Linked DNA regions of Mus musculus: regions 1, 2, 3, 5 and 6 are each linked to region 4. The links are chromatin contacts, called in public promoter capture Hi-C and targeted proximity ligation maps. All regions are on one chromosome and are shown on one strand. The core of a region is the stretch at or near the end of the contact, and the rest is flanking DNA. Distances in the headings are between cores, read along the strand shown. Region 1 overlaps Nrxn2 (neurexin II). Region 2 holds the start of Rcor2 (REST corepressor 2). Region 3 overlaps Nrxn2 (neurexin II). Region 4 holds the start of Rps6ka4 (ribosomal protein S6 kinase, polypeptide 4). Region 5 holds the start of Slc22a12 (solute carrier family 22 (organic anion/cation transporter), member 12). Region 6 holds the start of Otub1 (OTU domain, ubiquitin aldehyde binding 1).

What was found. Promoter capture Hi-C pulls out the DNA fragments that hold promoters and counts their contacts.
Region 1: a contact with region 4 is called in a promoter capture Hi-C map of 3T3-L1-derived adipocytes, with 6 times the contacts expected there. A contact is called at or near these places in 13 of 39 promoter capture datasets (the 3T3-L1 cell line, 3T3-L1-derived adipocytes, the C10 cell line and 9 more), 2 of 484 Hi-C or Micro-C datasets (embryonic stem cells and nephron progenitors), 19 of 130 datasets of targeted methods (the 230-238 cell line, the NIH/3T3 cell line, T-cell acute lymphoblastic leukemia and 13 more) and 3 of 9 other capture datasets (embryonic stem cells, liver and pancreatic islet).
Region 2: a contact with region 4 is called in a targeted proximity ligation map of pancreatic cancer cells.
Region 3: a contact with region 4 is called in a targeted proximity ligation map of forebrain, with 3 times the contacts expected there. A contact is called at or near these places in 1 of 484 Hi-C or Micro-C datasets (bone marrow-derived macrophages), 12 of 130 datasets of targeted methods (the 230-238 cell line, the NIH/3T3 cell line, T-cell acute lymphoblastic leukemia and 8 more) and 2 of 9 other capture datasets (embryonic stem cells and pancreatic islet).
Region 5: a contact with region 4 is called in a promoter capture Hi-C map of hippocampal neurons, with 7 times the contacts expected there. A contact is called at or near these places in 24 of 39 promoter capture datasets (the 3T3-L1 cell line, 3T3-L1-derived adipocytes, the C10 cell line and 15 more), 1 of 484 Hi-C or Micro-C datasets (embryonic stem cells), 10 of 130 datasets of targeted methods (craniofacial prominence, embryonic forebrain, embryonic stem cells and 4 more) and 3 of 9 other capture datasets (adipose tissue, embryonic stem cells and liver).
Region 6: a promoter capture Hi-C map of stem cell-derived epiblast-like cells shows a contact between it and region 4, with 3 times the contacts expected there. A contact is called at or near these places in 2 of 39 promoter capture datasets (liver and stem cell-derived epiblast-like cells), 4 of 484 Hi-C or Micro-C datasets (CD4 T cells, the G1E-ER4 cell line, embryonic stem cells and 1 more) and 3 of 130 datasets of targeted methods (the SCID.adh cell line, memory CD8 T cells and pancreatic cancer cells).

The regions. Positions count from the first base shown.
Region 1 is chr19:6,463,925-6,466,624 of GRCm38.p6, forward strand. The region is part of intron 7 of Nrxn2 (neurexin II); the gene reads left to right. Among named protein-coding and RNA genes, the nearest start is that of Gm52381, 32 kb to the right of the region's middle.
Region 2 is chr19:7,266,863-7,269,562 of GRCm38.p6, forward strand. Rcor2 (REST corepressor 2) reads left to right here and starts at 1,417. Exons shown (of 12, transcript NM_001320554.1): 1 at 1,417-2,226. The coding sequence starts at 2,100.
Region 3 is chr19:6,444,956-6,447,655 of GRCm38.p6, forward strand. The region is part of intron 3 of Nrxn2 (neurexin II); the gene reads left to right. Among named protein-coding and RNA genes, the nearest start is that of Gm14965, 28 kb to the left of the region's middle.
Region 4 is chr19:6,839,334-6,842,033 of GRCm38.p6, forward strand. Rps6ka4 (ribosomal protein S6 kinase, polypeptide 4) reads right to left here and starts at 1,294. Exons shown (of 18, transcript NM_019924.2): 1 at 1,160-1,294; 2 at 1,001-1,072; 3 at 127-345; 4 at 1-34. The coding sequence starts at 1,214.
Region 5 is chr19:6,541,758-6,544,457 of GRCm38.p6, forward strand. It overlaps Slc22a12 (solute carrier family 22 (organic anion/cation transporter), member 12), which reads right to left and starts at 1,313. Exons shown (of 10, transcript NM_009203.3): 1 at 594-1,313. The coding sequence starts at 995.
Region 6 is chr19:7,204,874-7,207,573 of GRCm38.p6, forward strand. Otub1 (OTU domain, ubiquitin aldehyde binding 1) reads right to left here and starts at 1,411. Exons shown (of 7, transcript NM_134150.2): 1 at 1,329-1,411. The coding sequence starts at 1,386.

The sequences.
Region 1 (2,700 bases), core at 122-2,621, 380 kb before region 4:
CGATTCTCCCACTTTTGTTTCTCTCCTCACTTGGTTTTTGCTCCCCAACTGCTCTTCTTTTCTTTTTTCTTTTTCTTTTCTTTCCTTTTGTTCCAGGCAATCTTTAAATTTTACTTCTTCCTTTTTAGTTTCCCTCCTTACTTTTCTTTCCTTGTTTCTTTCTTTCTTTCCTTTTTTTAAAAATCCAAACTCAAATCCAAAAGAGAAATGGAAACCCAGGCCCCGCCCTGAGCTCCTGCGTCCTGGCAGTTCCTGGCCTGAGACCTGGGGCAGGCAGGCCCCACGCGCATGAGCTCCGGCTAGATCAGCCCTGTGCTGGACCAGCCCCATGCTGGACTATTTTCTGTTACTTTTTTCTGTTCTCTTCCCAGCTCCTTAGTTTTTTTGTTTTTGTTTTTGTTTTTGTTTTGTTTTTGTTTTTGTTTTTCTCTTTGATTTGGTTTCTTTCTTGGTCTCCTGAAAATCCATGGAAAACACCATCCCATGACACGCAATGCTACGCTCTGTCAGCTCCAGACAGGGGCCCCTCGAGTTGGGAAGAGGGCTGGGGCTGCCATCTCCAGTGACGGCCAGCTGGGCATGTTCCTCAAAGGGGTAGGAGGATGGCCTTGAGACCTCCTTCAATTTTCCAGTTCACACCAGTTTTGGGGCTGTCCTGTGCTGGCTGTCGCCCCCTACCTCCCAACCTCGAGGGTTCCCAGATCTGTCTCCCTCACATTCTGCACGGCATGAGTGGTCTTTTCCCCCCACCAGGGATAGCGTCCAGTCCCCCCACCGCTCTGCTGCTCTGACTAACACTGTGTTCCACACTGTCTTCCTCCCCCTTCAGCCCCATCCCTGTCTGTCCCCTGCTTCTCCTGCATGGCCTCTGACAGGGCTTGGCTTCCTTCCCTGTTGAAGGCCTGAGAAGAGGAGGCTCAGCAGGGATAGTGGGGCAGTCCTTGCCAAGCTCTTGTGTTTGGGTTGGGCTCGCTCCTGGTGAATGCTGTTGTGGGTGTCAGTGTAAAGGCAGCTGGTGTGTGTTGGTGTGTGGGTGTGACTGTGTGTAAATGTTGGTGTGATATTTAGGGGTGTTAGTGGGAAGCCATGCTGTGTTTTTGGGAGACTGCTGATTCTCTGCATGTTTAAGTGCTGGTGGGAATGGGGGCCGCAAGCTTGGATGGGTTCTGGGACCTGGTAAGGAGTCTGCATGGAGGCGGGCCGCTGGGGCTGGCTCTTCAGTGCAGGTGCAATGCCTGACAGGCAGCAAGACAGGGAGAGGGTTGGAAGGGCCTCCTCCTCCTCCTCTTCCTGCCTGCCTCAGAGTGTGTGCCCTCAGGCCCTGCAGTGTGAGATCCCTTGGGATTCCCTCATGCCTGCCCAATTCCGGCTCCACAGCAGCCGGTTAGTCATTGCCTATTAATAATGCAAAGTGATTGAACACCAGGCTGGGGACCCTGCAGATGGACGTGTCTGCTCTCATGGGGAGGGAGGGACTTGGGGCAGCTGCCTGGCTTGCCCAGCCTGCCAGGTCTGCCTGGCTGGAAGGCTAGGGAGCAGGGAGGTATCAAAGCTGGGCTGTCTAGCCTGAGAGCCCTTTATGCCCCTTACCAGGCTTCACCTCTGAAGCCGTGTCAATCAAGACTTTGCCGACACATTTGCATGTGTGTATGTTCCTTCACCCACAGAGGTTAGTATCCATGGCCAACCTAATACCTTGTGCAGGCTCTCTAGCTTCCCATGGTCCCGATGGCTCTTGCCCTGAGATCTGTGCTAGCGTTTCACAGGGGCTCTTCCTTAAGCCGCTGCTTGTGTGAGTTAGTTGCTACACACTGCACTGTTCTTGAGAACCTGCCAATATGAACTTTCTTTACTAGCTGACAAGATGGCTCACCTGGCTAAGATGCTTGCCACCAAGTCTGATGACCTGAGTTAGCTGATTGCTGGAACACACACACACCATACACACACACACACACATATACACATACACACACATATATAAATATGTGTGTATGTATATGTATGTATATATGTATATATATATGTCCATGTCTATATACATATACATATACATATACATATACATATACATATACATATACATATACATATACATATACATACCTACCTAGTAAAAACAAAAAGAGAACTTTCTCTTTATTGGACAGCCAACCTGTTACTCTGAGGACAGGGAGCCAAGATCAACCTAGGCGGGGCGGGGGTGGGGTGGGGCAAGTATCACTCCAGGATTAGGAGCCAAGAACCTTCATTCGAGTCTCCATGGTAAAATGCTCACCACAGGGCCCGGGCCAGAAAAGCTCAGTCCCCTGAGCTCCCGGCAGGCTGATGTGTGCCTGCCCGGCTTGTACAGCGGGTCTGCGTGAAGATCAATCAAAGCAAGTTCCGTACTCTAGAAAGGAATTATCATTTCATTAAGCTTAATAAAGTGCTGGGCAGTTCCCTCTGTCACCAGGCAGGGACCTCACGTGGAAAGTGGTCCCCTTCCTTAGCAGACCCCGAGGACTAGGCGTCTCTGGTTCCACTGAAGATCCTATTGCAATCCCTTGTTAGGAACCAGTCTTAAAATAACTTCCTGAAACCTCAGAATGCTTCAAGGATGTGTAGGAGAAGAAAGACAAAGGGCTCACCTCAGTTGGTCAGGAAGCCGGCAGCCCTGCCTGGCTTCAGGCGCTGATGAAGGATCTTCTAGTTTCTGAG
Region 2 (2,700 bases), core at 167-2,666, 430 kb after region 4:
CATTTTTTCTTTCTTTCTTTCTTTCTTTGTCCCAGATCTCCCCACCCTGAGGCTTGGTGCCCAGCTCATGATTTAAGGGGAGGAAAAAAGGCCCCATAACCTTGGCCCAAGGTGTGGCGGGCAACGTGGCCGCTGACTGGGTGGCCCTATGTGGCCGGACAGTGCTGAAGTCGGGCGGGGTCGTGTCTGACTCTGCCAGCCGCAGGCAAAGAGCCCCCAGGAACAGGATGCCCCAGCCAGGTCGTGGCCTGACCACAGGACCCAGGCCGGTCGGCCACAGCCAGTGGGTAGGGGCAGGGATCCCCGGTTGGGGCCAGGGCTGCTTCTAAATTTAGGAATCTGATTACAGAGTGGCCAAGGAAGGGAAGGGAGAGGAGGGTGCGCGTGCAGGCTCGGCTCGATCTGGGCATAGCGGGTGTGCCCGGGTAGAGGCGTGTCCAGGAGTCCGGGCTCCCCGTGGGAGGGACAGCGGGCGGGGGCTTCGGCCTGTGTGAGCTGCAGCACGTGCCCCAGGCGGCGGGGACGGGCACAGGCGCAGCTCACAGGCTTCGAGCTGCTGCCGGTGAGTGCGCTGGCTCTTTGTGTGCCTGGCAGGGTGGCTGGGTCTGGCTTTGAAAGTCTCTGCCCACCCCCTCCCCCAACTCCGTCTGTGCCTCCCAACCCGCTTCCCTGTCTGTCACTCTGCCTGTGCCTGTCCGGGGGGAGGGGGGATGCTGCTTCCAGCTGGGGTGACAGTGAACCCAGTGAGGAGCTCGCCCCTTTCAGCCCAGAACTTGCCCTATTACCTTTCATACTCATTCCTCAATCTTTGATACTACTGTTTTGGGTGCAGACTGCAGCAGTTGAAAGACACTAGGGTGACCCCTGGGGACCCACAGACCTAGCAGAAGTCAGGTTCTAGCCCAGTGGCTCTTATAGAAATTCATCTTGCGCCTGTCCGGCCTCCCATCCGCTTTGGCCCCCAAGGGCGCATGAAGGGGGGGATCCCCCTGCGGAAGGGGGGGCAGGGAGTTCCTTGGCAGGAAGGGAAATGGAAGGAAAAGCTGGGCTCCACCCGGGCGGTCGGACAGGCGGCCTCAGGGCCCCCGGGGCAGGCCACAGTAACCAGAGCCCAGTAGTGTGTGGAACCGGTGTGCTTGTGGGTGGGGCTGACCCCGGGCTTCTCCTGGGGGGCACTGGGGTCTACCCAAAAGGGCCAAGTCTGAGAACTCAGAGACACCAAGGGTGCTCCCTGGGGGGGGTACGTGCGCCCCATTCCGGTCCTGACCCCACCCCCTGGAGGTCTAGCCCCGGCCCCAGGCCCCGCCCCCCGGGCCCTCCCTCCCACCCCAGGGCCAGATGTTCAGCTGGCGGAGGCATCGGCTGGGGGAGGGGTGCTGAGGCCGCAGCCGGCACTACTTCCCTGCCAGCAGCTTCATTGTGTGCGCGAGGAGCGAGCGGCGGCGGAGAGCGGGCGAGCGAGCGGCGGTAGCGCGAGCGCGGCGGGGCGAGCGAGCGCGCCGGGGAGGGTGCGAGGCGGCGCCCGCGGCTGCGCTCCGCCCGCCTCCCGGCAACTCTGCTCCAGCGCCGCACGCCGTGCGCGCCGTCCTGCCGCCGGGGCTCCAGCCGGCTGGCGTGGTTGCCGTGGGGTCGGGTCGGGCAGGGTTACCTCCGTTGGGGATCGGGGCATCCTCAGCGCAGCCGAGGGGCGCGGAGTCAGCTGCGGCGGCCACTGCGCGGTAGCCCTTGCTGGCCAAACAGCGTGGGCAGGCGCGCGGCGCGGCTCCGGGGCTCCCCGAGGGCAACGCGCCCCGACTCTCCCCGGGGGAGAACCAGCCCCGAGGGGCGCACGGAGCGAGCGTGCCCCCGGCCGCGCCGTCTCCCCCGTACCCCCACTTCACAAACTTTTCTGCCGTCCTCGCCCGTGGGGGTCGCAGTGAGCGTTAGGGCTGCCCTCCGGGGCCCCGACCTCCCGGACCCTAGCCACGCTGACCTCCTGCCTCTCGTAGCCTCAGTGGCGACCCCTCCAGGCCGGGCCAGGCGCAGCACTCGAGGCAAGCGCGGCAAGCTCCTGCGCTCTCCAAAGGATCCCGTGCCCCTCGGGGCTGCCGGGTAGGGTAATGCCCTCAGTAATGGAGAAGCCCAGTGCGGGCTCCGGGATCTTGTCCCGAAGTCGGGCCAAGACGGCACCCAACGGCGGACAGCCACACTCGGAGGATGACAGCAGCGAGGAGGAGCACTCTCATGGTGAGCCTGGTGGCCTAGGGTTAAAGGCGCGCTGGTCCGGGGAGGGATCATGGAAGGTGGAGGAGGGGGGGGGGAGAGTTGCGAACCACAGATGGTTTCTGCCGCTCCTGGATTGCAACCTCAGCCTTCTCGTGCCTGGTGTTGCCGGCACAGGAAATCTACAGGCTGGGCCCTTGACCACCCACCTCCCCTTTGCCCTCAGTCGTTGAGGGAGCTTAGGATGCCTCTCTTGGATGGATTGGGTCCTCATACCTTGCAGCCTTGCAGGGGACTGAGGTCTGATTGGACCAGGTACTGGGAAGATACCTCTATGCGGAGCTGTGAAGCTCATGTGGTGGGGAGGAGCCCCGAGCTCTCTGCAAGGCTGTGGTCCAGATCTAGGGGCAGCCCTCCAAGCTCCCACCCCCAGTTAGAACAAAGCACTTTGCTCTAGCCTGGGCTTTAAAAGTGTCCTCTTAACCTCCCCTTCCCCCC
Region 3 (2,700 bases), core at 11-2,510, 390 kb before region 4:
CCATGTGTCTCTGGAGGAACCACCAGAGCTTTGTGTGTTTGCATCTCTGTGTGTCACTGTTTACCCAGTATGCATGTGAGAGAGAAGGAGAGAGAAGGAGAGAGCCTGCACATCTGGGTGGACACAGCCTTCTGAGGGCTGGAGATAAGATTTAGTGACTTTAACTTGCTCTAGATGTCTCCTCTGGAATAAAGGGAGAGATGGATGGAGGGAGAGAGTAAAGACAAGGGAGAGGAGAGGCTTGGGAGGAGGAGGGGGCACAGAGACAGGGAGAGGAGCAAGTGGTGGGATTAAAAAGAGCTGGGGGGAGAGAGGGGGGAGAGAGGGAGAGGGAGGGAGGGAGAGGGAGAGAGAGGGGGAGGAGAGGAGAGAAAGGAGAGAAAGGAGAGAAAGGAGAGGAGCTTAGCAGGGAAGGCCTGGCTGAGAGGGAAGGGCAGAGGCTGCAGAGAAGGAACTTGGAGCAGGGAGAGGAGAGAAAGGCATGAGAAGATCAAGGGAAGGTCAGCTTTGGAGACCAGGGAATGAGCTCTGTGTGAGGTGTCCTGGTAACCTGCTGGTATGGATGTGGGCCTGAATATCAGCAATAGTGCAGGGTGTATATGGTGTGTGTGTGTACACAGGTAGGAATGTGGTCCTTCTGTGTGTCCTTGTGCATGTCTGTCTGTGTCTCTTAATTTTGCCATCTTTTTCTTTCCATGGCTGTTGTCCTGGGATCTGGGTGCAAGTCAGGGGTGAGACTGCAAGTGAGGACACAGGCTCAGCTGGACCTCCCTGAGGTCCCTCTTCAGATCTCTTGGAGGTTCTCTGTGCCTCCCCTTCTCTGTCCCTTCATGCTGGGATGCTAGGCCTAAGGGTTGGCTTCCTCTAGGAACCCAGGTATCCTGCCATGCAGTGCCCTGAGCGCCTCCATTCTTTCCTTAATCTCTTCCGAGCAAGGAGAGGAGACCCAGATTAGCCAAACAGAATACCCAAGGGAGGGCCTTTGGCATTGACGTTCGTCACTGCCAGCCTGTAGGAGGAGTGGAAGGAGGGGCAGGATGCCACAGGTAGTCATGGGGGAGAGAGCACCCCAGGGGTACTGGGGCCAGGGTACAAAGAGCAAGCTATAATTGGGATGGGAGAGGAGACAGGTTGTAGGGAGGGATGCCTCTGTCATCCGGTCATCTGAGGATGAGCCAGGAGTAGACAGGAAGGGAACGGGTCTCCCCTCACCAAGATGGCTGGTGCTGTCACGCCTGAGGGAGCTGAGCAGCTGGTTGCCTTGGTGACAGAGGGAGAGTGCCGCATGCTAATGAGGCTGGCAGAGAGCTGGGCAGCGGAAGGGTCTTGAGGGTAGCTGTGTGGCTTCCTCCAGCAGGAGTCAGGCCTAAGGGGCTGTAGGTGCTGGTGGGGGCAGAGGACAAAAAACTGAATCCATGGGCCCTCGAACACTGGACTGAGGGCAACAGAAGCCTGGATTTCTAAGAGTAAGGCCTCAGGGCAAGGCTGCTGCTGACAGGCAGAGTGGGAGGAGGGTTTGGGGCCTGAGGTTTAGAAGTGGGGTGCTGGAATTTTGTAGTCTAAGCGTGAGTGGCAGGGTAGGAACTATTTGAAGCAAGGAGTATAAAGACAGCCAAAAAGCTGGAGACCCTCCCAGTGCTTTGAATAAATCCTGTGTCCTGAGAACTGTGTTGTCCTGATGCTGCCCCAGTTACTGTGGCCTCCTCCCTCAAGCTAGCCTCCGACCTAGAGGTGAGATAAAGGAAGAAGACACCAATGGAGATGGAGAGGAAGCTGCCGGGAGCCACATGGCTCTGTTTTCCCCAGGGCCCAAGCCCTTCCCAGCCTCCTCGGCTCCTGGGCACTGGCTACCCTGGTCCTCTCTGTGCCCCAGAGATACTTGCAGCTCTTTGATCTCCACACTGGCTTCAGTTTCCGGCTCAAGGTCTAGCATCTCATGCCACAGGAGCTGGGATGATTTACTGACAGCAGACTGTTCCTCCCCAGCCCTCTTTGCCAGACTCCACAGCAGGGAGGTAGGGCTGGGGTTGGGCAGGGAGCAGGGGTTGGGTAGGGCTAGTTGGTCATCTCAGGGATCCAGGAGAATCAGTTCTGTCGCTGGTCTGGTGCTGTCAGTCTCTCTGGGGCCTGGAGGCCTGGTGTGGCTCATTCTGGAATGACTCAGGTTGAAGAAGGTTAGGGTTGCCAGGGCTTGCTCACTGGGCTAAATTGTCCTCAGCAAGGGCCTGGCCAGGGAAAGGGGACCCGTAGCGTCATTTAGGCAGGAAGGGTTTGGATCTTTCAGAGTGCTTGGCCTCTTGCCCAGGGGTCTTGGCTGTCCGAAGGCACAGTTTCTAGATTCCCAGATTCTGAAAGAATCACAGCATCTTTTGATCCAGGGTTTCCATAGGTGCAGATGCCTTCTTCCAGCTTCCCTAGTTCTCAGAAACAAGCAGGTTTTCTTTTGGAACCTGCTCTCTCCATGCGTGGCTGGAATGGGCAGCTGGAAGAGTTAGGGCTGTAGAGGAGGCTTTTCTAAGTCCCAGTCTGGAGGTTTCCTTTAAGGCCCAGGTTTCTATACTACCCACTTTCCCGCAAGGTTATGCAGACCCCTGGTGTGTGTGCGCGTGCACATGTGTATGCATGTGTGTGTACATGTGTGTGTGTGTGCATGTGTGTGTGTGTGTGTGTGTGTGTGTGCATGTGATGGCTGGCGTCCCC
Region 4 (2,700 bases), core at 44-2,543:
AGGTGAGTGAACATCTCACCACCGCTCACGTAGTCTGGGAGTGAGGAGACGTTGAAATGTTTCCCTACAAGGTAGCCTAATCTAACTCCCGTCCCTCTCCAAAGCTGAGATGTGACAGGCCCTCACCCAGGATGAGGTGCAGCTTGGCATCCGTCTGGAAGGCGTAGTGCAGTGTGACCAGGAAGGGTGCTTGGCGAACCAGCTCCAGCACCGAGCGTTCGGTGCGGGTATGCTCCTGTGTCTTCGCGCGCTGCACCAACGCCGCCTTGCGTAGCACCTTCATGGCATAGAGCTTGCCCGCGTCGTGCCCACCCGTCTTCCGCACCAGGAACACCTTCCCATAGGCTGTGGGAGCAGCAAGCAAGCGGTTGGAAGGTGGGCTGTAAGTGCGAGGGCGGTGCAGACTGGTGGGAAGGGGGGTGCAAAAGGCTGACAGAGCCTTCTAAGGAGAAGGTGAGCCCTCCCTGGAGGGTGCTCGGTTAAGCCTGAAAAGCAATTTGCAGTGCAAACTAGCCTGGGGAGCTTGCAACTCCAGAAGGCCTGCGGGGCGGGGAAGGGGCGGGGCACGTGCAAACCTGGGATGATCAAGAGAGCTGAGAAAAGATGAAAACGCTGGCACCGGAGGCAGAGGCGCGCTCCCAGTCAGCGGAGGGATGTGCAAACCCGGACTGGGGAATTTGCAAAATACAAGAGTGGGGCTCGCAAGGGAAGATGGGGAGAGAAGCTGTGCAAAGCTCTTGGGAGGGAGTCAAAACCCCAAAGAGGCTAGGAAATCGCGGCAGGGGGCACGCACGCATAGGACTTTGCAGAGAAGAGTCCTGTCAACGTGGACGCCCGGCAAGTAGGCTCGGAACCCTGGTACGGTAGGGCGGGGCGGGCAAGGGGAGCTATGCCGGGAAAGGGTGGGGGGACCTCCCCAGCAACCAGGCCCAGGCCCAGGTCCAGGCGAGTGGGCGGGCAGAAGGCCCAAAGCACCATGCCAGTGAAAGCGGTTTCTCACCTCCCGTGCCCAGCACCTTGAGCAGCGCGAAGTTCTCCACGCTCACCTTCTCCTCATGCCCGGTGAGGTTGGCTGCGGACACAGGGGGGCGAGTGAGCCCAGAGGGTCGCTGACTCTTGCCACCCGTCCGGGAGAGCCGCCTCGGGATCCGGCACCCACCTTCGGTGATCTGCAGCTCCACGGCGCAGCCCTCGTCCTCATCCTCGTCTCCCATGGCGGGCGGGTCGCTGGGGCCCGCGCGGCTGGGGCTACGGGCGGCGCCGGTTACATGGCGGCTCCGGCCGGGGCGGGTGCTTCCTGGTGCCGCCTCTGGGGCCGAGCGGGCGCCGGCACCGCCTCCCGGCTCCCAGCCCGCCCCGTGCGGCCTGAGTCAGGCGGCTGGAACGTGACGGAGCGGGGCTGCGGGTGGGAAGCATCAGACGGTGGCAGGGTCTCCTGGCCCCGGGACCAGTGAGAGCCGTGCAGGGCCTTTGGGTGACATGTGGCTGCAGCTGGAGTAAGCCTCCTAGCCAGGTGTCTGTCCAGCAGGATATGGAGGACACTAGAGGTCTGTGTCCCAGGATTTGAGGAGGGCTGCCCACCCAGGCTGATGGAGCCCTCCCTCCCACGTGGCAGCCTTGCCTCTTCTGCTCCTCTTAGCCAACAGACACAAATCACAGCCCACTTCCTTCTTTAGGACCACTCGTTACACTCGTTAAGCTCAGCAAATACACTGGAGATCTTTATATTCCCTGGACACAGGAGCCCTAGGCTCTTGATGCTGGGCCGGCAATGGGCATCCTGAGAGTACACTTCAGAAACAGGAAGCCACTTTACATGGGTAAAGTTGCTTTTGCCCCAAAGGAGACCAACTGAGTTGGATGCCTAGTTCCCTCCCACATGGTAAAAAGAAAGAACCGACTTCCACAAGCTGCCCTTAGATCTAAGTGCCTGCACCTACATACAATGCAAACATATGGCATAATATAAAATAAATGTAATTTCAAAAAGAATTAAAGAGGGAGCCTGCAGGGCTGATTGCACAAGGACCCCACTCCACCTTTCCCAGGGAGCCCCACCCTCCCTGGGGCAGCCTCGGGTGCCCTGACTCACATCCTGCCACCCAGCCTAATTGTCCCTGTATTCGTTTGCTTCTTTGTTGCTGTGATAAAACGTTCTGACTTAAAGCAGCTTGGGGAAGGGGCAGTTATTTGGTTTGCAGGCTACAGTCCATAACTGAGGGAAGTCAAGGCAGAAACTCAAGGCTGGAACCTGGAGATCAGAACTGAAGCAGAGACCATGGAGGAGCACTGCTTATGATGAGGAGCACTGCTTATGAGGAGCACTGCTTACTGACTTTCATCCCTTGACTTTTTCAGCTAGCTTTATTACATAACCCAAGCCCATCTAGCTAGGGATGTATCACCCACAGTGACTTAGGCCTTCCTATAATCAATTTGCAATCAAGAAAATGCCTCCACAAATATGCCCATGGGCTAATCTGCTGGAAGCAGTCTCTCAGCTGTGAGGTTCCCTCTACCTAGGTGTCTAGTTTGACAAAAGAACTATGACATTTCACCCCGTCAGCTCGTCTGTGTTAAAGCATAGCCTTTCCTTTCTTATTTGTCCTTAAGGTCTCATGCTAGCATCCCAATATTTTAAGAAGGTAGCATACACCTTTAATCCCAGCACTCAGAAGGCAGAGGTAAGTGGACCTCTGA
Region 5 (2,700 bases), core at 63-2,562, 300 kb before region 4:
TCCTTCAGTGACCCTGGGGCTCACTGGCTAGGCTGGCTAGCCAGCTAGAGCTGAGCCCCAGGGGCTCCCTTGTTTCTGCCTCTCCAGAGCTGGCATTACAGTCCCACCACCACTGAGCCTGGCTTTTCCCCCCAAATGCTGGAGAGCTGAACTCAAGTCTTCATGCTTCAACAACAGACAGTTTGCGGATTTATCTCCCCAGCCTGCCAACATCTCTTATAAGAGGCCAATGTTTGTTCAGGTCCTCTGTGCTCAGCCCAGAGACAGACGACAGGATCCTGTGTCTAGGTGGCCTGGAGTCATGGCAGAGGTTCAACTATGGGTAAAGCCATCGGGTGATGTAGAAACAGGAATGGTACCCCAGGCCAGGCTGTGTGGACATACCTCACTGTGTGGCCCAGGTTGGCCTCAGACTCAGGAATCCTCCTGTCTCTTTAGAGATGGGGTCATAGGCATGAACCACTAACTATGACCTTGCAGATGACTCCCGCTGCCCAGTCCCCTGCAAGCCTACATGGCTGCTCCCAAGTGAGGAGGCTTGGGGAGGTGCATCCTTTCTGTGACTGTGACTTTGACCTCCCAGGTGCTGTTACCGTGGTCACGATTGTGGACCTGAAGGTGCTGTGGTCGTAAACCCAGCCATCCTCGCATGGCTCAGTGGCAGCGTCACTCCAGTTGGTGGCCGTGGCGTTGGACTCTGTAAGCTGCCATTGAGGTTGTCGGAAGCGGAGGCACTGGTGGGGTTGCTGGTCAGGACCAGGTGGGATGGAGACGGCCAGAAGAACATCGGGTCCAAGGTCCCCAGGGATACTCGCCTGGGAGGTGCTATTGTCCAGGAGAGGCACCCAACAGCGGTGGTGGGGAACTGCGGCTGAGAAGTTCTCCAGCATGTTCTGGGTGGTGACCCACAAAATGGGGGTCACCAGAGCCACCGTCTGGAAGAGCTGGAACCTGCCCAGCCCCCCCACTCGGTCCAGGAGTTCAGGAAAGGCCATGGGTTTCTCCTGGGTACCACCACGCAGCTTCCACTTCACAGAGGCTGGCCCAGGACCATGGGGTCTTTGTGATGAGCCTGCTTTCCCCTTGGCTCTGACCACACCAGTCTCTTCATATGCATGTCACACAGCCATGTTGCTGAGTCACAGCCAGTCAAGGCTCTTGTGTATCTGCCTGCTGGCTGTCACCATGAGACCTGGAACCCTCTGTGGTAATCTGGAGGCCATGGGAACCTCTCAGCGACACAGCAGAGTCTGGCTCTCAGGAAAAACCAAATTTGAGAAGCAAGGAGGGTGGAGAGAGAAGTCACTCTGGGTAGAATTAAAGTGTGACTAGGAGCCATTTAATAGAAGAGGGTTTAGTAATCATTTCTTCAAAGTTTAACCAGGACAACACCACTGCAGATGAAAGCGGCAGTTTCTCCCACCACCCCGCCCCCATCTTCATGGCCCTGGTTTCTGTTAGGATGCGGCAAGATCTGGACACGGGCTCTGCCACTAAGTGTGTTGGGGCCGCCATCCTTCGGTGCTCCTGCCTGCCTTCCAGGAGACATCATGACTGTACTGTGAGCTAACCCAGGAGAGAGAGGGTGAGCCCTGGTCCTCCCAACCTCAGAGCTGGCCTGATCCTAGCTTGAGTGATGGCGTCCTCTGCTTGAGGATGGTGTGTCACTCAGTCTCTAGGCCTCATTAGCCTTTTGAAGCTGCCACTGTTCCTGCACTCCCTTATTGATTCCCTGTACTGAGCCTCATTAAGCCCTTTTGACATTAGCATATGCCCCTGTACTCTTCAAGACAAATATCCTAAAGTATTGAGACCTCTGTCTCTTTCCCAGGTCTCCTTGTCTTAGGACCCACTTCTTTAGCCTGTAATTACATGGCCCTCTGCCTGGAACGGAGTCACAGTTCACAGGCTGGCAACTCAGCCTCTAGTGTCTCTAAGCCGACTAATTCTGAGGACTTCCCCCTTTGCCTCTGCTCTGCTCTGTCGCCTCCCTGACCTGTCTCCTTCTGCCGCCCCTTTCACCTACTGCCACACTGCAAAGCCTTACACTAAATCCTGCCTTCAACGCCAGGGCCCTGGCCCTCTAGAAGAAGAGCAAATGCTTGACCAGGAGGCGTCTCTCCAGCAGTTCGACTTCCATTTGTAAGATTCCTGGCTCCTGGGAGGGGGAAAGCCTGACAAAGGGGAAAGTGTCCCCAGGAAGCCATGGGAGTGACTGGACAGAACCGATAATGAGGGCTGTGTAGAGGCGGGAGGAGTCTGTGGGCACCAGAGGTACTGACTGGTTTGGGTTCAAGGTAGTTTTGAGAGTAGAAGAGGAAACGCTGTGATCAGGTGGCAGATGATGGGATAGAGATGTCCGTACGATTCCTGACACAGACGTTCTTTTAAAATAAAAGTATTTGGTGTGTGTGTGTGTGTGTGTGTGTGTGTGGCTTGTGTATTTGAGTACAAGTGCCCACAGAGGCCAGAAGAGGGGCATCTGACTCCCTGGAGCTGGAGCTGGCGTTACAGGCAGCTGTGAGCTATAGGATGTGGGTGCTGGAAGCTGAACACTTGTCCTCTGGAAGGGCTGCAGGACATGATCAGCTTCTGAGCCATGTCTCCAGTCCAGAACCTTTTTTCTTAATTGTGTAAAGTCCCAGGTTGCTACTGATGGGTGGGTGGCTGTCCTCCAAGGGGAGTCTGGGATTGCAGTCC
Region 6 (2,700 bases), core at 161-2,660, 370 kb after region 4:
TAGCAACCTCAAGAAATAAGTAAATATAAATATAAATAAATAAGTAAAATGACAAGTAAAGATCACCCCCAAAGCTCTCTTGCAGCCCCGATATTCCTTCCTCCCTGCCTTCTAAAAGCACTGTGTAGCATCTAGGGAATGCTCTGGGGAAGGGAGCTCTGGGAGAAAGCAGGATGAAGGGGTGGAGCCCTAGGAAGAATGAGTGCATCCTGTAAGCATGCACTTTACTGAGACACGCCCTTTGTCCTTCTGTGGTCCCCTGTATTGTTCATTTTCCAAATTAAAAAACAAAAAACAAAAACCAGAGGTAACTCCATCTTGTCCAAGGTCAAGTCCACATTTGTAAAATTCCAGTCTGAGCTCTTGGACATGTCACTTGCCAAAGTCCTCTCCCCTCACCTCTAGAATGGATTAATGCCATCACCTTGCTCCCATCATCAAAATATGCTGGGATCCTGCCAGCAGCAACTACTACCTAAGCACTCTCTAGAGTCATCCACGGATTCGGGACGTTCGTTCTGAGGACTCTAAGCAGCTATTGTAGGAGTTTCTAGTCTTGGATCCTTCTTAGATGTGATGGAGAACAATTTCTTTCTGCGTATCTGGGTTTCCTAGTCCTCAACCTCTAGAATATAGTGTGGAGTTAGAGTAGGGTGTGCGAGTATGACTGGCTTTTTAAAGCCAATCCTTTGGGGCCTGGTTATCCTAGGTTCTCAGCTGAGCTTCCCACCATGTCCTACAACAGGACTGTCCCTCCCACTCAACAGACTTACTCAACCCCTAGAGCTCAAGTTCTCGGGAGACAGGGAGAAGGTGTGACTGGTTTCTGTCTTTTTTTAAAGACCAAGAATCTAGGAAAACAATGCCTGGATCCGCTCAAAGGTGCTGTAAGGCCAGCACAAGCTCTAAGGCAAAGAGCCGCCAATGGCATCCCGAACGGCCCAGCAGGGACTTCGTCCTTGGAAGCCCGGCGTTCCTCAACGCCTTTCAGCAGCTCGGCCCCGGCCTAGGCCTCGGCTTGACTGCTAGGTCTCCGGCGGGCTGACTGTGGGAGCCGGCCGAGGCCACGGGACCGGCGGAGGCGGGGCGGCCCAGGCCCCGCCCCAGGCGTGCGCGAGAGGCCGAGCCCCGGCCCCGGCCGCCCCGCCCGGCCGGGGGTCGCCGCGGCCCTGCTTCCATTGTGAGGGGGAGGGGAGGAGACGCGGGGAAGGGCTCGGTCGCACGCTGCGCCTACTCCCCAGGGCCCTGACTCCCCGAGTTCCTCGGGAACGGCGGGCCGTGGATTGCCCCCGCTAGCCCGGGAAGGACATCCTTCCCTCCGTTCGTACCTTCGGAGTCGCTACCCAGTGGCTCCTGCTTCTGCTGCTGAGGTTCCTCCGCCGCCATCTTTAAACAGCGCCGCACTGGCGATCGCTTCCGGGTTATTAATTGCCCTCCTCCCGGAAGGGAGCCCCTCCTTGTGGCCCCTCCTTCGCAACGCCCCTAGCAACAGGCTCCCTTTGGCAGTCGTCAGGGCCTGGGCTGCTCCTGCTGCCCTGGAGAGCTTGGGGGGACGCCACGCGCGCTTCCACATTCCACTTTCCCAAAGGTCCTGCGGGGCTAAGGACCTCCTCGAGTCATTTCTGTTTTCTGTATACTGAAGTTTGAAACGCAGGTTGTGTAACTAAGATAAGGAACAAGATGGAATTAAAGTCACTAGAAGGTTAATCCCAGCTGCGCGTACTTTCAAGGTACAGGACGGTAGCTGCAGTGCGGAGCGCAGAGCCACCTCGAGACAGGAAGTGGTGACAACCTCCTGACGCCCTTCGGAGCCTTCGCGGCCTCTCGCCTCTCACCACTGAGCCTGTTCTCTAAAGCTGTAAAGACCTGTTTCCAGCACGGGGAGCATCTTCCCTTGATACCAAAACCAAAACCCTCGACCTAACTTTAGGCTATATGTCCTCGTATTTGAGAAAGCAGAGCCACTTAAAAGCAAGAATTTGAGTCCATAATCCGAACATGTGAAAGGTGGAGAAAGAATGGAGGATCCGGCGTTCAAGGTAATCGTGGAGTTTCAGGCAAGGCTTGGCTACAAGAGACCCTGTCTCAAACAGACCAGACCAAACCAAACAAAACCTGAGCCAAAAAGTGGCCATCTTTGCTAATTTTTGCCGAAGCTACCCATTTTCTTTGAGTTATGTCTCCATTCTGAGAAATGGACATTCCCATTTGCAGGCCCTGTGTACCCTGAAAAGCAAACACCAGAGCGTTTGCAGGAAAAGGCATTTACTTCTTGGTAGCCTGGCTATAGCCATCACTGAGCCACACAGATTCCTTTTACCCTCCAGAATATCAGTTCTCTGTCCTTACTAGTCCCAACTCCAGCTCCTGTATGGTCGGTCTACCAGTCCAGGTAACTGGAGGCCAGGGTGGAAAGCACTCTTAAAGATTTAGAAAAATCAGGCCGGGCTGTGGTGACCCATGTCTTTAATCCCAGCACTTGGGAGGCAGAGGCAGGAGGATTTCTGAGTTCGAGGCCAGCCTGGTCTACAGAGTGAGCTCCAGGACAGCCAGGGCTACACAGAGAAACCCTGTCTTGAAAAACCAAAAAAATTTTAGAAAAATCAAGTACAGACTAGGCATGGTAATTCCAGCACTAGGGAGGCATGTGGATCTCTGAGTAGAGGTCAGCCTGGTCTACACAGTGAGTTTCAGACTCAC